Linked DNA regions of Anas platyrhynchos: region 1 is linked to region 2. Evidence: chromatin contacts called from public Hi-C data. All regions are on one chromosome and are shown on one strand. The core of a region is the stretch at or near the end of the contact, and the rest is flanking DNA. Distances in the headings are between cores, read along the strand shown. Region 1 holds the start of ANAPC7 (anaphase promoting complex subunit 7). Region 2 holds the start of IFT81 (intraflagellar transport 81).

The links. A called contact is a pair of places that touch in the nucleus more often than the background predicts.
Region 1: a Hi-C map of subcutaneous adipose tissue shows a contact between it and region 2, with 2.3 times the contacts expected there. The contact joins the promoter of ANAPC7 here to the promoter of IFT81 in region 2. A contact is called at or near these places in 4 of 8 Hi-C or Micro-C datasets (liver, skeletal muscle, small yellow follicle and 1 more).

The regions. Positions count from the first base shown.
Region 1 is chr16:3,147,389-3,150,088 of IASCAAS_PekinDuck_T2T, reverse strand. ANAPC7 (anaphase promoting complex subunit 7) reads left to right here and starts at 1,383. Exons shown (of 11, transcript XM_027469814.3): 1 at 1,383-1,673; 2 at 1,994-2,180; 3 at 2,512-2,631. The coding sequence starts at 1,573. It overlaps ARPC3 (actin related protein 2/3 complex subunit 3), which reads left to right. Exons shown (of 7, transcript XM_027470218.3): 7 at 1-118.
Region 2 is chr16:3,008,834-3,011,533 of IASCAAS_PekinDuck_T2T, reverse strand. IFT81 (intraflagellar transport 81) reads right to left here and starts at 1,342. Exons shown (of 18, transcript XM_021277952.4): 1 at 923-1,342; 2 at 1-103. The coding sequence starts at 1,066. P2RX7 (purinergic receptor P2X 7) reads left to right here and starts at 2,119. Exons shown (of 14, transcript XM_072024610.1): 1 at 2,119-2,548.

The DNA of each region.
Region 1 (2,700 bases), core at 134-2,633, 140 kb before region 2:
TCGTGAAAAAAAAAAAAATCAATGAGAGGTAAAAGGAAGTTAAAGCAAAAAGATCATTGAGTACTGTAAGCAAATATTAAGCTGGTGCTTAATAAAAGATTTCTAATGTGCTGTTTCAGATGCAGGCTGCTTTATTATCAGTGGCTACAGCTAGCATTTAAAACAGGGCTTTTGTTTAGACAGGAGAAATGTGTGTGCCTGGGGGCGTATGTAATTGCTCTGCTGGCTAGAGTCTCAGTATCACGTGTTAAAGTACAGTGATTTTTACCTTTTTTCAATAAACTTAGCTTGTAATTAATGTGATAACTGCTTTATGTCTTATGGATAGCTTTCAAAGAAATAAAATCAAAATTTTGGTGAAAAAGCCATCATTATTGTGTAATGGTAAAGTAATCAGAAGTGAATCATTCGTATTATAAACAAGATTAATGCAGGGGCTGTGGTCTCCAGCAACGTCCTGATTATTTAACATCTTTTTCAGAGCAGTGCTTCCTTGTACTAAAACATCTTCAAAGAGTAATGCAGGCAGATTACATACAACTTAGTCCAAGGCTGCCTTTGTGATGGCAGATTTGGACAAACAATGAGCTCGATAGTAGCAAAAATTGTTTTGATCAATCTGATGGCTTCCTGAAGATCTGCAAATGTGAGTTTGTTTTATTTTCTAAACAGAAAATTGCAGTTAGTGGCAAAACATTGTGGCAATGCTTGTTTCATTGCCACCATATAGCACCAACACACTTTGTGTTCCTTAACATTGGGCTGCTTGGCACAGTCACTGAGAGCTGTGGTGGCCTTGAGCTGACAGCTCCTCCTGCTGTTGGTGGCAGTAGAGTAGCCACGTTCTACATTTCGCACATTTTACTCCCTTTCACAGTAGAAAAGGGAGTGGAAAAAATCAAGCTGATGTAAGAAAAAAATCCCAACATGTCTGTTTCATCTTATTGCTGTGAGGTCGACCCTCTGAGAGGCAGTTCCATGCCTCATAGTTAATGGTGGCACAAGTTAAAGCATTTCTTCTGCTCGTGTCCCAGAAGAAACCTGGATTTTAAAGGGTCTTTCTTCTCAGTTGTCTATTTTTACAGGCAGAACCTCCGAGACTTCTGTCACACTTAGCTGCCACAGCCAACAGTTAATGAAGTTTGGGGAGAAAATTCGGTTTTGAGAGAAAAACGGCTGGGTTTAAGAGCTCTGCAAACGCAGAATCTAAATCTTTTTACACAAAACACTACTGAGCTGGGGAAGTCCTCTTCCAGTCCCCTACGACACAGTGCCCAGCCTGAGGCAAACCTCCCTGTTCCCGTCCCCCGCCCGCCCCTCAGCCGACTGAGGGAAGGCGGCGCTGCGCGGGCGGAGCTATCGGGGGGCCTTGGCCCCGCCCGCGGGCTGCCCCGCCGAGCGCCTGTCAGGGCAGCGGCGGAGGCGGCGTCGTGTGAGGGGCCTGCGGCGGCGCCATTTTGAAGCGGCGGCGGCGGCCCCGCTCCCTTCCGAGTCCCCTCACTGTCCTCTCCCGGTCTCTTTTCGGTCCCTTCCCGGCCCCGTTTCTCCTTGCCGTGCCCTCCCGCCGCCGTCATGAGCGTGGTGGAGCACGTCCGGGAGATGGCCTCCGCCGGGCTCCACTCGAACGTGCGGCTCCTCAGCGGGCTTCTCCTGACGATGAGCGGCAACAACCCGTGAGTGGCCCTCCCGCCGGCGGCTGAGGGGGAGGCCCGCGGGGAGCCTGGGGGCAGGAGGCGAGGAGGAGGAGGGCTCAGTGTTAGGGCTCTCCCTAACTCCCTAAAGAGTTGTTTGAGGTAGTAATTAACGCCGGAATCCCCTTCTGAAATCCTCACAGTTCATCGTTGTGAGGGGTTGTACCTGTTACCCAGGGGCCCTCCCAGTGCAGCAAGGGAGCAGCAACAGCTGGGAGTTGAAGGCAGACAAAGCAAGCTTCACATGCTTTGGAATCCCTTTGGCTCTTAGCTGAACTCAGTCTGTTTGCGTTTTTTCCTAGGGAACTGTTTTCACCATCTCAGAAATACCAACTCCTCGTATATCACGCGGATTCTCTTTTCCATGATAAGGAGTATAGAAATGCTGTCAGTAAGTACACGATGGCCTTGCAGCAGAAAAAGGCTTTAAGTAAAACTTCAAAAGTAAGACCTTCTACTGGGAATGCTGCATCAACCCCCCAAAGCCAGGTATTTAAAAACTGACTAATGTGCTGCATAAAATGATCACCATCCCTCTGTTCAGTTAATGTTATTGATTTAATGATGTAGTGTTAAATTGTGGATTTATCATGTCAAATAAACCTATTTTCTAATGAAAACCTTAATATGGTCCTGGAACATGAGGTTTTTTTATACATGCAATTCATGCTTTTTGAAGACATGAGAACCAACGGTCAGTTGCATTTTTAATTTTCTTGCACTAGACTTTTCTAACATACTGTAAACGTTTAATGAGGAGATGTTATTTACGTTTTTTAATGTGACTTTAATGTGCTTTAATGTTTGTGTTTTATTTCAGTGTTTACCATCTGAAATTGAAGTGAAATATAAAATGGCTGAATGTTACACGATGCTGAAGCAAGATAAAGATGCCATTGCTATTCTGGATGGGATTCCTTCCAGACAGAGAACCCCAAAGGTTTGTTCTGGCAGATGTTTGTCACAAGTCCTTGGTCAGTGTATTTCTAATCCTTAGGCCAGTAAAGCA
Region 2 (2,700 bases), core at 93-2,592:
AGTCTGATACACTTCCCGGAGGTTTGTATTTAAGGATACTAAGGAGAGTCAACATTCTTTTAGCTGTTTGCTCTGGCAGCTCCTCTCTGATGTCAACAATATGCTACATAGTTGTAAATAAACAAATAAACAGTATTTGTTCAAATCATGTTAATTAACTGGTAACATTAAAAGAATTGACTTCATCTACTTTTCATATGATACATCAATGAAGTGAGATGTTCCATACAGAACATTCTTTTTTATCACCAAGCTCTGATTCTCTTTAACAGATTTTTCTCCTACATGTGTATTTAGGTAATTTTATTCTAGGCATATGTTCTCCCTGCTCACAGGACCGCTTCTATATAGACAAACCATCTGCTTCCACCAAGGAAGTCTGGGATCCTACCAGACCAGGGCACATATATCTGTACCCCATGTACGTGAATGAACCCTCTGATCTCATACACACCTTTGGTAGCCTCGAGGCTGAGGCAGTTAACAACTCGATATCTATCGCAAGTGAGAAATCACAAGGCTCAGTTCTTGATCAGTCACTACCCTGTGTAAGTGCGCAAGACACAGCCTGACTTTTGACTTAAGAATGGAGTCATTGTCAGTCTGAAGCAATGTAAGATCTGTGTCCTGATTCCCAAGATAAAATATAGTCATCAGACTCTAGGGGGCAAGGGTCCAGTATCCCTGGCCCAAGAACCATTTGCTTGTTTGCCAAAACCACGTTGATGTAGAGACAAAAAGGATTCTTGCCAGGCACATTTATTTCCAGGAAGATTCATACAAGCTATTTTGGTAAACCAAACATGCCACAAGGAACACGGAGCCAGACCTAAATAAAAGCATTCAGCGCAGTTTCTGTGACGAGCCCATCCGTGACGCTTGCAGTTCCCCAGGCCTGAGCAGCTCCGATTGCCCCCCTTACCTTCGGGTCAATCTCCCCCAGCACATCACTGAGCAGCTGCAAGAGCTGCACGGACTCCAAGGAGTCAAACGTGATCAGATTGTAGCTCTTCCTGAAGGGCTCCTGATTGAGCTTCTCAACAATGAACTGCATTTGGTCACTCATGGTGGCGGCCGGGCCGAGCCTCGGCGGCGGGGCCGGAGGTGATGTGAGGAGGCCTCGGCGGGACCGGGGGAGGGCTGACAGGGGCAGCGGGGCCAGGCACCACCTCAGCGAGGATTTTGGCAGCCCCACGGCTCCGAGGGAAGGGCCGGGACCCTCGGAGACCCTCGGGGTGCAGCGCCCTGAGGCGCCGGGGCCGCCTGGGCCTTCACCTCCCCTCAGCGCCTCCCGGTTACCATGGTAACGGTTGCCAGGCCGGGGCGATGACGTCACTTCCGACGCTGCCGCGCGCGCGCTTCAGCCAAGGCGCCGGGACGGCTGAGAGCGGGAGGGGGCTGCGCATGCGCAGAGTGGCGCGGGGCGCTGGTGGAATGTATTCACCTTTTAACGCGTATAATTAGCACCCCGGTGTATTAGGGGGATGCTGTGGCGTGTAGATGTATAAACGCATTGCTGCAGTTACCCAGTTAGGGTTTCTGGCGGTCGTTGGCACAATAAAACGATGGGAAATGGCGCTGGTGTCCGTGACTGGAATGGTTGTCTCAGTTCTGTGGAGGAAAGCACGGGGGATCTGTGTGGAAAATGGGGCGCTTCGTGAGGGGGGAATGGCAAATTATGTCCTTGGGTTGCCAGTGTGCCTCAGCAGAGCAATAAGCACACAGTCAGTGTGAGCAATACCACATCTGAACGAGGACAGGCGCTTCAAAAATACCAAACAATCAAAAATAGACTCCGGAGCTTGTTCATGAAAGTGGTATCTCCAATTTGCACATTTTTTTAATTGCAGATCCTTCAAAAATCACATTTAGACCTTAAATAGGTGGATTTTGGAGCCTCTGCTACTACAATTAGCTTTTTGGATTGTCTTAGAAACCCACGTGAGTCCACAGATGATGGAGTAAAATATGCAGTGAGTCATATTAAATTGGTGCCAATTGAAATGCACAGGTTGTAAATCACTGCGGAATTTTATTCAGTAAATAGCAATCATAAATGTAACGCTTTGCAATTCTAAGTACTGCGTCTATCTTAGATTAGCTCCTTTCTTCTTTCTGAGGAATATAAAATGCTTCATAAAATCCTAATTTACTGATCTTCTCTGAGAGCCTGAAAAGTGACACTACATTGCTGTCCTAGCTTTTAACTGGATAAACTCCGTCACAGAGGGGATGGATGAGGAGCTTTTGATTGCGCATGAAAGCCAGGAACATAATCCGAGTCTCCTGACTGCTGGATTTGAACTTTAAAAACCAGATCATGTTTCCTCTGTGCTTTCAGGCTGTATACTGACCTTTAGGAATCGTATCTACCTACAAGTTCCCAGAAGAGATCTACTTTCCCTTGTCATGCTTTCCTGGTATCAGTTACGCTTTTCTTCTGATGAGTATTTTGAGCATATAGAATACACAGAGGGAGCAAATGAGAAGGGTATTTCCCATGGAGGCACTGGGGACCAGTTCTGCTCCCTGTAGACTGCACAGAAAGGTAATAGGAAGTGGCAGACCCACGGATCCTGGGCAGTACTTCCTTAATGCTGGAGAAATGCCATGTTTCTGCAAATACAGAAACACATCCTTGTTTCAGTACAGGGGAGAAAATGGATTGTGCCTTCAGCGCCAAGGGCAGCGAGAGGGATC